Regions from separate parts of the Gossypium hirsutum genome. Here region 1 is linked to region 2. Evidence: chromatin contacts called from public Hi-C data. All regions are on one chromosome and are shown on one strand. The core of a region is the stretch at or near the end of the contact, and the rest is flanking DNA. Distances in the headings are between cores, read along the strand shown. Region 1 holds the start of LOC107950370 (cytochrome P450 78A7). Region 2 holds the start of LOC107950378 (protein CPR-5).

Region 1 (7,214 bases), core at 173-2,672, 200 kb before region 2:
CTAATATATTAATTAAAATTATTGGTAATTAAAAAATTTACTACTACCATATTCTATTCAAATGAAAATTAGGTCAGAACAAGTGCTAATTCAACATTTTATTTATGCTAGTACATGTACTTATTCAACACTTCATTTTGATACAAAGGAGAGAGGTCCTAAAACTAATGAAGATAGAACGGTTGTTTAGATTGGAGCACTGATATGTTAGTTATAAAATCTTGAGTTAATAGATTTAAATTTTAATTGTTTTTTAAGATAACTATATCATCTTTAATTTATAATAATAAAAAATATTATGTTAATTAAAATGATTGATAATTAAAAATAATACTATTATCATATTTTATTTAAAAAAATTAGCTTAATACATGCACTAGTTATGCTAGTACATGTACTTATTCAACATTTTATTTTTGTTTCGACCACTGATATGTTAGTTACAAAATCTTGAGTTAATAGAGCCAATTATATTATCTTTTAATTATTAACTAGTGTCCAGCTTTATGTTTAGGATTAGTCTATAATAGTAACAGTTTATGTGCAAAGTATGGGGCAAAATTTTACATTACAAAGACGATAAAAATATAATTTTTTTGATTAATCATGAAATGTGGTGTGGTGATTTACCTCATTCCTAAATTATAAGGTTGAGAGTTCGATTTTTACCGAATGAAGCATATTTCATAACCAATCATTTATCTCTTTGAAGAGCACTTGTGACGAATATATTAATCACTAAAATAATAGTGAACATTTTGATTTCGAAAAAAAAAACTTATATGCAAAGAAATTAATCACTACCGACAACGTAGAACTTGAGTTTGACTAAAAAAATACAACTTGTGGTTTTAGCATTGCAGTTAATAACCGGGAGCGCATTCAATATAATGTGTTTGAGCCATCTCATTCTCCACTGATGCATGTTAAAGGCTGCGGCCGGGACTGCATATATTGTAAAGCTTAGGCATTAAATTCAAACCGTCACAGCTCTCAATGCGTTATATTACTCGAACGCTTGAACGGCCTTAAGCGTTATTTCCCTTTCAGTTCATTGGGTCGCCGTTTTCAACCTCAGGGGGGGGCGGGGTCTCTCATTTATTGCTCTCCTTTCCCTCGGGTCTCACAGTCTCAATCATTGCTTTCTACTAAAGTCTATAGTATAGTATGCGCGCCCACCGTTAAACATGTATCAGATATGGTCATAACGTCCCTTCCTCAACCCCCTCCACACAATTCGTTCTCAGATTTCCAACCCTTCTCTCTCTCATGCAACAGAGCTCTTCGTTTTCCTCTCTCCACGTGAAACTCTCCCCCTTCCTTCCTCTCCTTTCGTTATGTCACATCCATTTTTTTAACGCTTTCTACATAATAATATTATATTAACATATTTAAATAATCACCAAACATATTTCTATATTATATATAGTATCCACCCCTTTCTTTCTTTTTCTACTCTGCATAAAGTTAAGCATCTTACTTCCTTTTTTTTAGTCTTTGTTCTTTAATGGAGTTGGGTTCGGTTTCAAAAGATACAAGCTGGTGGGTTTACACTCTTCCAGCTTTCTTTGGATCCAAAAATTTGTTCGATGGGTATGTTTTGTTTTCCCTCTTTATGGCATTTCTTTCCATTGCCCTTTTTTCTTGGGCATTTGCTGTTGGTGGGATTGCATGGAAAAATGGAAGGAACCGAAATGGTACCCTTCCTATTCCTGGTCCTAGGGGTTTCCCTGTTTTTGGTAGCCTCTTTACTTTGAGTCGTGGTTTGGCTCACCGTTCGCTTGCCGCCATGGCTTGGTCCAGGGCCAATACTCAGCTCATGGCTTTTAGCCTAGGTTCCACCCCAGTGGTCGTAGCTTCTGATCCCCACACGGCTCGAGAAATCTTAACTTCCCCTCACTTTGCTGACCGACCCATTAAGCAGTCCGCTAAAAGCCTCATGTTCAGTCGAGCCATAGGGTTCGCTCCCAACGGAACCCATTGGAGGCTTTTGAGAAGGATAGCTTCCTCCCACCTTTTTGCACCCAAGCGCATTTTAGCACACGAACCCGGTCGCCAGCTTGACTGTACTGTCATGCTGCGCAACATTGCGAACGAACAGAAGCTTCATGGCTCTGTTTGCTTAAGAAAACACCTCCAGTTTGCTGCTTTGAACAATATCATGGGGAGTGTTTTTGGCAGAAGATATGACCAGAGAAAAGACAGTGAAGAACTAGAAGAGCTTAGGGATATGGTAAGAGAAGGGTTTGAACTACTTGGGGCTTTTAATTGGTCTGATTATTTGCCATGGCTGAGTTACTTTTATGATCCCTTTCGTATCAATCAACGTTGCTTGCAACTCGTTCCCCGAGTTAGGAAACTCGTCAAAGGCATCATTGAACAACACCGACAACTCAGTAAGTCCAAAATGCTGTCTGATAATGCTGATTTTGTAGATGTTTTGCTCTCTCTTGACGGTGAAGAAAAACTCCAAGAAGATGACATGGTTGCTGTTTTATGGGTTAGTAAATAGTAACAACATAGTAGTATTTTAATTTTTATGTGATCATTATTATTTGCATGTTCAAATACTGAGTTAAGTCGGAGAATTTTGGTTAGGAAATGATATTCAGAGGAACTGATACGACTGCTTTGTTAACGGAGTGGGTCATGGCTGAGTTGGTATTGCACCCGGAAGTACAAGCCAAGCTGCAACTTGAAATTGACAGTGCTACGAGGAACAAAACCCTCACCGACGCTGACGTGGCGAAATTACCTTACCTTCAGGCGGTGGTCAAAGAAACCCTACGGATCCATCCCCCAGGGCCATTGCTTTCTTGGGCTAGGCTGTCCACGTCGGACGTCCAGCTCAGCAACGGGATGCTGGTTCCCGCCAACACAACCGCCATGGTGAACATGTGGGCCATAACCCATGACCCCAAAGTGTGGAAAGACCCGGTCGAGTTCAAGCCGGAGAGGTTCCTGGAAGCTGAGGTGGACGTAAGAGGCGGTGACTTGAGGCTCGCACCCTTTGGGGCTGGGCGCAGGGTTTGCCCTGGGAAGAACCTTGGGCTGGTGACGGTCCAACTGTGGGTAGCCAAGCTGATGCAAGGTTTCAAGTGGGTTCAAGATTCGGTGGCTCACCCGGTCGATTTGAGTGAGGTCCTGAAGCTGTCATGTGAGATGAAGTTCCCATTGCATGCTATTGCTGTGGAAAGAGAGGATACCCTTTTGCCTTAGCCTAGGGTTTTAGTTTTCTAGGGTTTAACTGTTATCATCGTTCTTGGTTTTATTTAGTGTGTTCTTTTTTGTTTTTGTTTTTTTGAGATTTTCTATGTGAAACTGTATATTTAGTATAGTGGGTAAACGAATTTCCTGCAGGTATTTGATATTTAGGCTTTGGGATTGGAATGAGTTTTCGTGGGCTCCTAAATTATAATTTGATGTTTTGCTTGCATTCTCTATTTATTATTTATTCAAGGTTGTGTCTTACTGGGTACATATTAACAACAGCAAAGTTTTTGGGTGTCTACATCACTGGTTTTTTGTGAAAAGAATATGGTATGAATTATGATTAAGTGATAGAAATGAATTTATGTTCTTGAGGAGTTCTCTAAATAAGTATTCTATAAAGTACGACTAAAAGTAAAAGAAATTAAGTTCATATATCAAGTTAAAAATTTTCTTCCTGCTGATATACATAAATTTAATAGTTCATATGTTACGTACAAATGGTGACCCCAAAAATAAAGAATGGTTAGGTAACAGTCCGCGATTCCAATAACCGACAAATCTAATCAAACAAGTACAAAATTATTCAAATTAAGGTTTAATATCTGGAGATTATATTGTATTGTATTAGGATAGAATTTTGTAGAAAAGTTGATACAAATATTCAACAAGGGAGGAGATAAGAAAGAGAACATGATAGTGTTAAGGAGGCCAGTTCACCTAAACAGGCGGAGCTTTGAAAAAGTAAGGATGTAAGGTAAATTACTGAGGATATTGCTTAGGGTTATTGATGGGGAAAAAGATCTCTTCTTTATTGTTCCTTGTACCCTATATATATAGGGGAAGGGTCTCTTTCCCAATAGTGTCATGTCACTAACAAACTCGGAGCATGGTGATCGTGTGGTCGATCAAGTGACAAGGCTGCTCTACGTAAGTTGTCGTCAAGCGAGGTACAACCCTAACATTTTCTTTTTTGAGGTAGTACAAGGTTGTTTTGCTTTAGTGGTCCCCTAGGAGTTCCACTAAAAGCAAGTGGCTTGGTGAAAGGTGAGATGCACGGATGGCTGGTCACTAACTTAGTGATCAAACGATTGATGTGAGGTGGAGCGCCATTTGAAGGTTCTTCTCAGGTAATTTCTTGTGGTGTCATGTGTCTAAGTTAGGTAGTTATTACTAATTTTTATGAGATATAATTATTTTGACTATGATTATAATTAAAGATCAATTTAATTGAGAAATGATTAAAAGTTCATTGTTTTTATAAATTAACAAATTTTAAGATGATATTCTTGTATTTTTAATTTTAAAAATATTTTTTATAAAATATTATTTTGGTGAGATTTGAACTTTAAAATATTATGAACTGTTTGGATGAAGAATTTTAAAATTTTTTAGATTTTTAAATGCTAGTATTTTAGAATTCATCGATTCAAAATGCTACCAATTGTTATTGCTTTGTTTGGATAAATAATTAATTTAGGAAAAATAGGAAATTTGAATTTTACAAATTTAAAAAGAATTATAAAATTAATATAAAAATATATTTGTAAAATTTTATAAATAATTTTAATAAAATAAAATTTAAAAAGTATATATTGTAATTAAAAAAATTATTTTTCTTATAGTGGGATAATGTGTATCAAATCAAATAATTAAGAGGAATTTTGAAATGAAATTGAGTAATTAAAAATTGATGAGTTGCAAGAGGGAATGCAAATAACGCCGGAGAGCCTCCGAAATCAGCCATTCCTAGGGGACTTAACCGCCTCTGGTGCACGCACATTTCATGCAGTGGCTTAAAATATTAAAATACGAAGTGCTTGATTTAGACCCTAAAATAAAATATTACTATTTTTATTTTTATTTTTATTTTAAACGCATTGCGGTCTGTATTTCTTCCAATTACGTTTTATCTCACATTTCACGTTTTCTCATAACATTTCGATGAATACACAGCATAGAATGCGTGGTCCTCTCAATGGAATTCTCATCCTATACAACATATACTTTTTAACACTCGTGACTTTTCTATATTATGATTTCAATGGAATATGATTATCGGGAAAATTATTTTATAATGTTTGATATATATTTAGAGGTATTGGTTAACATTCTAATAATATTACATTATCACGTTTACTTCATTAGAAATATAATGATGATATATGAATTTATCTTTATTAAATAAAAGACAATATTCATGTATTTATTCTTTTTAAAAATTTCAATTAATACACTAAAAAGAAAAGAGAAAAACAATAAAAAATAAATATATTATGTAAATAATATACCATATAGATGATTAAATATGCATATAAAAATTAAAATCAAGGAAAAAAATTGCTTGCGAAGAATAAGTTGAAATAATAGATAAAATCAAATAGTAGGAAGGAGGGAGACAATAGTGTTTTTTAAATAGACAAATGCCCTAAACCAATATAAAATAGGGTTCATTTTGTCTTATTACCTTTTTAACTTTCCAACCTATGTGAGAAAATAACCTACAGCTTTCCCACCTTATTATGAGAATTACATTACCATGTTTATGGAAAAGTAACACTTAAGGGAAAGTTAGATTCCAAATAAAGTAAATAAAATTTGACATACCAAACGTTAAAATCACTTTCCAACTGATTAAATTCCCAGGAAAATAACTATTTTCTATCATACCAAACACTACCTTAGATTCGAGCTTCCGGAGGAGCAAGTGGTAAGCCTTTATTTAGACATATCCCTTTGGACGTAGTGTGTATGGTAGGGGGTATGTCCCCACCAGGTGTGTGTGTGAGTACTAACCCTCTAATTGTATAGTACCAAAAAAATGTTATTGCAAATATAAAAATAATTAGTTAATTGCACTAGATATCTCTCAAACTCTGATCTTCATTTTAAATTGATTCTCAAACTTCAAAATGTGCTAATTACATTCCCCAAACTATTGATGTTATATCAATCAAGTCCTACTATTAAAATCATTAAATAGCATGCCAAATCTTATGTGGTATAATTTAAAATGAAAATATTAAAGAAAAGAGTTAGTGAAAATAAAGCTTTTGTAAAAAAAACTTTGAAACCAAGATTTTTACAACATTGATTTTTACAATTTTTTTCTTAACTTTTTTTTCATTTTAAACTATACCACATAAGACTTGACATGTCATTTAATGGTTAAATTAATGATTTTAATAATGGAAGGACCTTATTGATATAACCTCAATAGTTTGAGGCTACAATTAGAATGCTTTAAAGTTTACAGGCCACTTTAGAATGAAGGTTATAGTTTGAGGATAAATGGTAAAATTAACTAAAAAATATTTTTAAGTTGATGTCACAAGTCAGTAAATACGAACTCAATTTGAAAACCACTAAAAACCCATTATTTTTTTATAAAATATATTATTATGAGGGTTATTTTTATCTTTTAATATATTCTATATAAAATTAATAAAAATTATAAATTATGAGATTTAAATCTAAGGCGTCGTGATTTTAAACATTTAATTTTACCATTTTAATTAAAACTTATAATGAATATACTTTTTACATTTTTTCCACCCACGTTGTGGTTGTATTATAATCTAATATATTTTAAAGATATAAATACATGATTTTTCATATTCATAAATAACTATCGAAATTTCAAATTCATCATTATATTAAACATTTATTAAACTCATTAATTCCTTTTTGAGAGGATTGAAATTACAAGTACACTACAAGTATCAATGTATGTCCAACCAACTATAATGTACAATAAACTCAATAAAAAATATAATTAACGAAGAATCGAAAGCAACCTAATCGAATAAAAAAACCAAAAATACCCACACATGAAACATGTGCAAGGTAAGTATAAATGCTATTCAACTTTTTAAATCAATATTTTCTTTGAAATTGCAAACAATGAAATCTCAATTTAAAATATAATAAACAATCGATTGAGTCTTAGCTCGATTGGTATTGATATTGTTGTTAGTGCAAGAGGACGTGAATTCGAGTGCGTT
Region 2 (6,928 bases), core at 63-2,562:
TTTAGTGAATCAAATGCTCTCTGAATGAGCCATCAAAATGTTGTAAGTGATGAACAAAGGCACTCTGATTGAGGGGATAATGTCTAAAACAAAATTGTTTTATCATTTAAGTTGTCTTAGAAAAGTAAGAAGTAAAGCAGGTCCTGGGGTTTTATTGCTTTCTTGCTCAAACATACAAGCCTTAATCTCATCACTAGTTATTTCCCTTACCAAAATAATAATTTTTAATTATATAAATAATATATATTTCTTTTTAATTTGACATTCAAACAGTTTTGGAAAGTAATTTTTTTTATTTGATTAGAAAAACAGTTTAAATCCAAAAAATGATAGTTGGGTTTATATATATATATTATAGATTTGAACATTATTTATTAAAATAGGTTTTAGGCAAAGTTATTTTTCAAAATATTTATTTGGAAGAGTATTTCAATACTTACGAGACTCAAAGTTTAGCATTATGGGACAAGAAAAAGAATGTTAGCAAATAAGTCTGACTTTAGACTTCAACACCTATGGATGTCGAATTTCGCTTTATATATTAACTTTAATTGATGTGGAGTTCTGTTTTATATATTTTCATTTGTAGAGAAATTAAATTTTCATCTTTTTTCTATTTTGTTTTAGACGAGTGAAATTTGAAAATTTTCCAATCACATAGTATTTTAGGTGTCTTTTATGCTCATGCTTTCATCTATAACTAGAGTCAAGCTCTCAACAATTTTCTTAAACCTTTTAGGACTTTTTTCCCATTGAAGTAACAATACGAGTGAACTTATAGTTAAAGTTTTGCCTTTTATATATTTAGAGAGAAAAAAAAAGTCAAAATATTAAACTAAACTTGACACCAATAAAAGTTAAAGTCTATTTAAATAAATAAAACTATGTGTGAGTTTGGATGGGCAGTGCGCTTACCTGCAGTTGGTGTAAAAACAGCGATAGCGGTGAAATTAAATACTGTAGCGTGAGACAAAAAGTAAACTAAACGCACCGCACCACACCCAATCGCCCATCCAAACCCACCTCAACTCATTGATATTAATAAAAGTTGAGATTCATAGATGTCAGATCTTAAGTTAAACTTATCAACTTACATTTTCATATTTACGAAGAAATTTAGTAATTGAAAGATTTATACTAAAGTTGAGATAGAATATCAAAATTTTCGTAAAAAATTGGATTAAAAAAATGGTGAATGTTGAAGTCCAAAAAAGCTAATTACGAAATAAATAATAATAATTTAAGTAATTGAAGAGGCAAGGCACCGAACCGATCCTAGCTTTTAAATTGAATGACAGCAAAAATATTGGATGGATTTGTTAAAACAGCTTCTATAACACGGTTAGACGAAAATTCAAATGTTCCCACGGCGTCGTTTCAAACGCCGTTTCTCACATCTACCTTTTTGATTATGCCCAGGGCACTGTTTCTGGAAATTCCGTACGTTTTCCCCCAATGGACGCTATGCCGCCTTCTTCTTCCCCTCTTTCTCTGCAACCTAACGGATCCTCTGCGTGCGCGTCCATTATTCCGTACAAACATGATTCGAATCCAACACTCGATAATCATATTCCATCTTCGAAGCCCCTCATCAGAAAGAAGAGGAGGAAAACTGTTGACAGAGATGCACCCTCATCTTCTTCTTGCTCTGCTTATTCCTCTTCTGTTCAGAAAGGAATGCGTTTGTCGTCTAAACGCCGGAATCTTAGGGTTCGGTTCGGTCCAGTTCGGCGAGCCGACGTTCGTGACGTTGACTCCATTGCGCTGCCTCTAGGAATGTCCTTCGCGGCCGTTGTTGCTCAGGTTCGATCAAGTTTCATTCTTTTCTTTCTTTTAAATATTTTAGCCCTAATGCTAGTCAGGAAATTGTATTGTATAGGTTCTCATTTGATAGAATTGTTGATAATTCAGTTGAATTTTCTGGACATTTTTAGAATTCTGGTGGAAGTGGAAACGTAGGTTTTTTATTGGGGGGGATTTTTTAAAGTTAAATTCTCGTTTTTTATATAACAATTTGGAAAAATGGTTTTAATTTTTTTACATTGTGATTGTCTCTGCCCCCTAATATTTAAGTTTGTTGTGAATTTGGATTCGTATACGTTTAAATTTGTAACAGTTTATGCCACATTTATTATTTTGATTATGCTTAGTTTTGGCCATTTGAAGATATCTTATGATATAGTCTTTATAGATGGCTGAGGTACTGCATCACTAATGTTTGCAATTGCCTCAGGCAAAAGGGAGTGCTAGGCTGATGTATCTCATTTTTGCCTGGCACATTGAAGCTTGAGTTGCAATATAGAGCTATATCTAGGCTATTGGTAAAAGCTAAGGCAGCGCGCATTTTCTCTGTTTTGATTATAGCTTTAAAATAAGCAACCTTTGCCTTGCCTAGTTGGTTTGTTATCATGCAGTGGAGGGGTCAAGGTGGTTTAAATCCCTTCTCTGTTTTGGTCTTCATCAATTATGGCCAATTCTTTTTAAGAAAGCTACATTTTTTAAAAGGCAATTCTTGCATTTTTCTTCAGTTTGTAAAGATCTCACACTAGTTTTGCTTGATTATGGCTGACATCAATCCTTGTAAATATAGGTTCTGGAAAAGATAGATGTTGCAAATGAAAGGCTGCCTCCTGATTATCTCTCACTGGTATGGTCTGAATTCTCTAACATGATGCTCATGATGGCTGGTTTACTTTACTGAAGTTAAAAGTTTCTTGCTTGCTAAAAAAGTTGGTCAATCTTCATGCTTGCAGATCTGCACTTCAGCTGTCAGAGAATCTTTAGCCAATGTAAGCCGGATTTAAACTGCTGACTCATAGACTGACTCTGATTTTACAAGTTAAGTTTCCTCGTGCCTTTTTATGGGAATCACACCACCAATGATGCTTATAGAGAACATGCCTTTTTCTTCTATGGTTTACTTGGTTACAGGTTTTTGGAGACAAGTTTGATTGTTTTGCGAGGAATTTTGAGAAATCATTTGGAAGCACCTTGAGGACTCTTAGATTGATTAATGACTCATCGAAGCACAAGGAAAAGCATCCATCAAACCCCAATAATGTGGAAAGTTCTTCAGATGAAACTAGAAGCAGAAACTCATTTGACATAAAGGATTCTTACTCAGATGTTGATCGGCCTTCTGTTTCAACTCAGAATCAATTGAATATCCATGAAGAGGTACAGGAGAATATCCAAACTGGGTCCCTGAATCGGGAACTTGTCATTCATGGACAAGTTAATCAACTGGCTTGCTTCAATCCAAGAACAGGTTCCGTTGCCGACCAGTCAGTGCGCAGCACAATCGAGAAATCTGTTATAGAGCAAGTTCGTTCTAATGATCTCAAGACATTAGAGCTTAGTCTTACTATGAGAAAGTTGAAGTTGAAAGAGGAACAGCTAGCTTTAAACTTTGATTCAAACCATCTAGAGAGATCAAAATTGGCAATGGGCATATCAAAGGCATCCTTCAAAGCTGAAAAGTTCAAGAACGAACTAAAAGACACAGGACAGGCTGAGTTGCTTAAAAAGTGCATCGATTGTCTTGTTGCTGGATTGCTCATCATGTCATTTCTTCTTATGTATGGTGCTTATGTTTACTCTTACAAAAGGATTACTGATGCTACATCATCTTGTAATCTTTCACTTGAGGTAAGGACGATCTCTTCCTGGCTTCAGTTGATCAATTTCCTCCCTTGATTTTCTTGTGTTATAGAAGCTCAGTGTTTTCCTTTCTTTTGATTTATTTGACTATTAGGTTAGGTGCCTTTTAATATTGATTCTTGTGTTTGGTCATCTCCTTAACTAGGTTGTGGAGCCATGAAAAGTAATCCCTCAAAACACCATATGGAAGTTTCTCTTTTGGTTGCTGCTTTCTGAGTGAATTATCTAGTTGCTTACTCTGTAGCTTCATGTGGAAAATTTACGTAGCCTTCTGGTCTGTAGGAATTAAGAATGTGGTTTTGGGGGGGGGGGGCAAATGATTGATGAGTGGTTCTGGAATTAACATGGTTGTTCAGTTGCCAAAGACTAGAATGGAGTGTAAGAAAACATTTTTACAGAGACTGCCACTGTTTATCATATGGTGTTTATCTTTCTAAATTTTGATAGCAATAATTTATCATTAGGTTTGATGCATGTATACATCTCCAACGTTCATCTGTTTCCTTTCCTCTGTTCTAGATAATTATCTGTTTGAATATTATCTCTTGACATTAAGTGCCTGATGATATCAGACCATTCATAATAAATTATTTCTGTTTGGGATGTTTCCCCTCTAAGGTTACTTTTAACGTTCCAAAAATATTTATATGATGCTTTCGTTTTTTTCCCAGGATAGCAAGTCTTGGTGGATCCCAAAGCAGGTGTCATCTCTCAATATAGGGTTCCACACTCTCAAGTGCCAGGTTCAAGTTGTAAGCCGAATGATGTTCGGGGTCATGCTGATTCTTGCAGTAGCTTATTTGCTTATACAACGATCTGGAACTTCAAATCAGACGATGCCAGTCACTTTTTTACTGTTGCTGTTAGGAATTGTCTGTGGTTTGGCTGGGAAGTTCTGTGTGGATACTTTAGGAGGAAATGGATATTACTGGGTCTTCTACTGGGAGATTCTATGCTTTTTGCATTTCCTCGCAAATGTCTTTACGTCCATGTTGTTCATCATTCTTCATGGACCTGTTAACATATCACAAAGGACAAGCAGCACACTTCTTCCATACTGGATTCGGAGATCACTCTTCTATTCTATTATGCTTTTCATTCTTCCCTTATTGTGCGGTCTTATGCCTTTCGCGGGCCTGTTTGAGTGGAAAGATCACTTCTTGCAGCTGGTTCTCGATAATGGAGAGGAAATCTAGAGTTTGGAGAGTTGAATTGGCTGCTGCGAATTTTAAAGTGCTTGTGAGCTTCTTGTTCAACTTATGGAATAATTATTTTGGACTAGATGTCAAAGTGTTGCATCGTTGTCAGCCGGAAAAGTTTGTGGGCTCTGAGGTAATTTATTAGAGCATTATTTTAGGTCGTCTTGCTTCATTCTATTTTGTACCTCTGCGATTGTCACGTCCAGCAGGTATTCTCTTACCTACAGAAAGTTGAGGTTGAAGAGGCATTTTGGACCGTGTATCAAACCATTGTACTTTTAACATTATTTATTAAATTATACCTGTTTGAGTGGAAAGATCACTTCTTGCAGCTGGTTCTCGATAATGGAGAGGAAATCTAGAGTTTGGAGAGTTGAATTGGCTGCTGCGAATTTTAAAGTGCTTGTGAGCTTGTTGTTCAACTTATGGAATAATTATTTTGGACTAGATGTCAAAGTGCTGCATCGTTGTCAGCCGGAAAAGTTTGTGGGCTCTGAGGTAATTTATTAGAGCATTATTTTAGGTCGTCTTGCTTCATTCTATTTTGTACCTCTGCGATTGTCACGTCCAGCAGGTATTCTCTTACCTACAGAAAGTTGAGGTTGAAGAGGCATTTTGGACCGTGTATCAAACCATTGTACTTTTAACATTATTTATTAAATTATATTAATTATGAAATCAGCAGTTGCCTTTTGTGCATGGATGTTTGTTCTTAATATGAGAAATTTTTGCAAAAGAAGGGTCAAGACTACGAACTTTGCAAACTGATTTTCCCTGGAATGCAACCCTTTCAAGTGAGGATTAAACAGGATACGCTGTCAAATAATCAATGGATGGTAGTCACATTCACTTTACAAGAAAATTTTCAAGAAACAAAAAACAAATCTGACAACTTAATTACCCCAAAATCACAAGAAAAAATAATAATATATGAAGAAAAAAAAGGAAACCCAACAATGTGGTCAAGGAATGATAAAAATGAATTCCAAGACGAATGTACAAAATTTCAAAGGGATATCGAACAGAGATCTTCATATACTTGTCTGATGTTAGGTCTCTCATTTACCGGAAGAATACACCTCAGTGATATGGCAAGCATATCATCCATTGCTTTTGTGTGTTCTTCCCCGCTAGCTATGTCTCTGTCAATACAATCCATCCCCCGTCCTTCTTGATCGCATAACTGAACCCAATCCGTCAGATCCACCGCTCCTGATTGACCCGATATTATGTCACCTGCACTTCTTCTTGTTAATAATTCCATCAGGATCACTCCTAATGCATACACATCAGCTTTAAAAGATGGGACTGGTTTGGATGTGGAAGCAAGTTCGGGAGCACGATATCCAAGGGCTCCCAGATTCAAGATCTGCTCAGCGATTCCAGTTGGCGTCATCAGCCGGTGCAGACAATAATCGGTGAGGCAAGCATGGTAATCAGGGTTAGCGAGGAGTATATTTGTCGGTTTCAGGTTTCCATGTGGCAGCCCTCTATCATGAAGGTGTAACAGACACTTGGCAACTTCCACAGCTACTTTCAGTCTTTGGCTGAAAGATAATGGGTGGTACCTCCGAGGAGTAGTCTCTGCATTAACATACATATAAGCATATACGCTGATCAAATGAAAACATGAAAGGTAGAATCTTCAATCAATTTCATGAATTCCCAAAACATAAAGATACATACAAGTGCAATTTAAGATTGCAACACAATTAAAACAATCCCTTATGACCCATTCTTTATTTACAACAATCAATACAGGTGGAGAGTGATGGTTCCAAGAACGGGTTAATGACACCGCAAAGATTCTTTTCAACCTTAAGCTCCATCTTTTGCAAGGAAAGCAAAAGGTTTAGTCACTGGAAGGGTGAAAGAAGCAGAATTTAGAAGTTCAGCCATAGTACCTGAGCCTAAACTCTAAACCAGATTCAACATATCTATGTTTATGCTCCTCTTAAATTACTGCCCTCATTTCTTGCTTGCAGCCATGATGTTTGACTTTCAAGATTCATCAGGATGCATAAACAGGGTGGTAAAGTCACATCAGTAGTTGCAAACACTGATGATTA

The links. Hi-C and Micro-C count contacts between places; a contact is called where the count stands out from the background.
Region 1: a contact with region 2 is called in a Hi-C map of leaf, with 1.6 times the contacts expected there. The contact joins the promoter of LOC107950370 here to the promoter of LOC107950378 in region 2. A contact is called at or near these places in 2 of 34 Hi-C or Micro-C datasets (leaf and an unstated tissue).

The regions. Positions count from the first base shown.
Region 1 is chrD03:6,657,149-6,664,362 of Gossypium_hirsutum_v2.1, reverse strand. It overlaps LOC107950370 (cytochrome P450 78A7), which reads left to right and starts at 1,422. Exons shown (of 2, transcript XM_016885210.2): 1 at 1,422-2,500; 2 at 2,599-3,436. The coding sequence starts at 1,508. The coding sequence ends at 3,219.
Region 2 is chrD03:6,454,248-6,461,175 of Gossypium_hirsutum_v2.1, reverse strand. LOC107950378 (protein CPR-5) reads left to right here and starts at 1,312. Exons shown (of 6, transcript XR_005911117.1): 1 at 1,312-1,803; 2 at 2,591-2,647; 3 at 2,754-2,789; 4 at 2,932-3,648; 5 at 4,332-4,992; 6 at 5,192-5,558. It overlaps LOC107950377 (probable inactive receptor kinase At5g10020), which reads right to left. Exons shown (of 3, transcript XM_016885224.2): 3 at 5,683-6,443. The coding sequence ends at 5,866.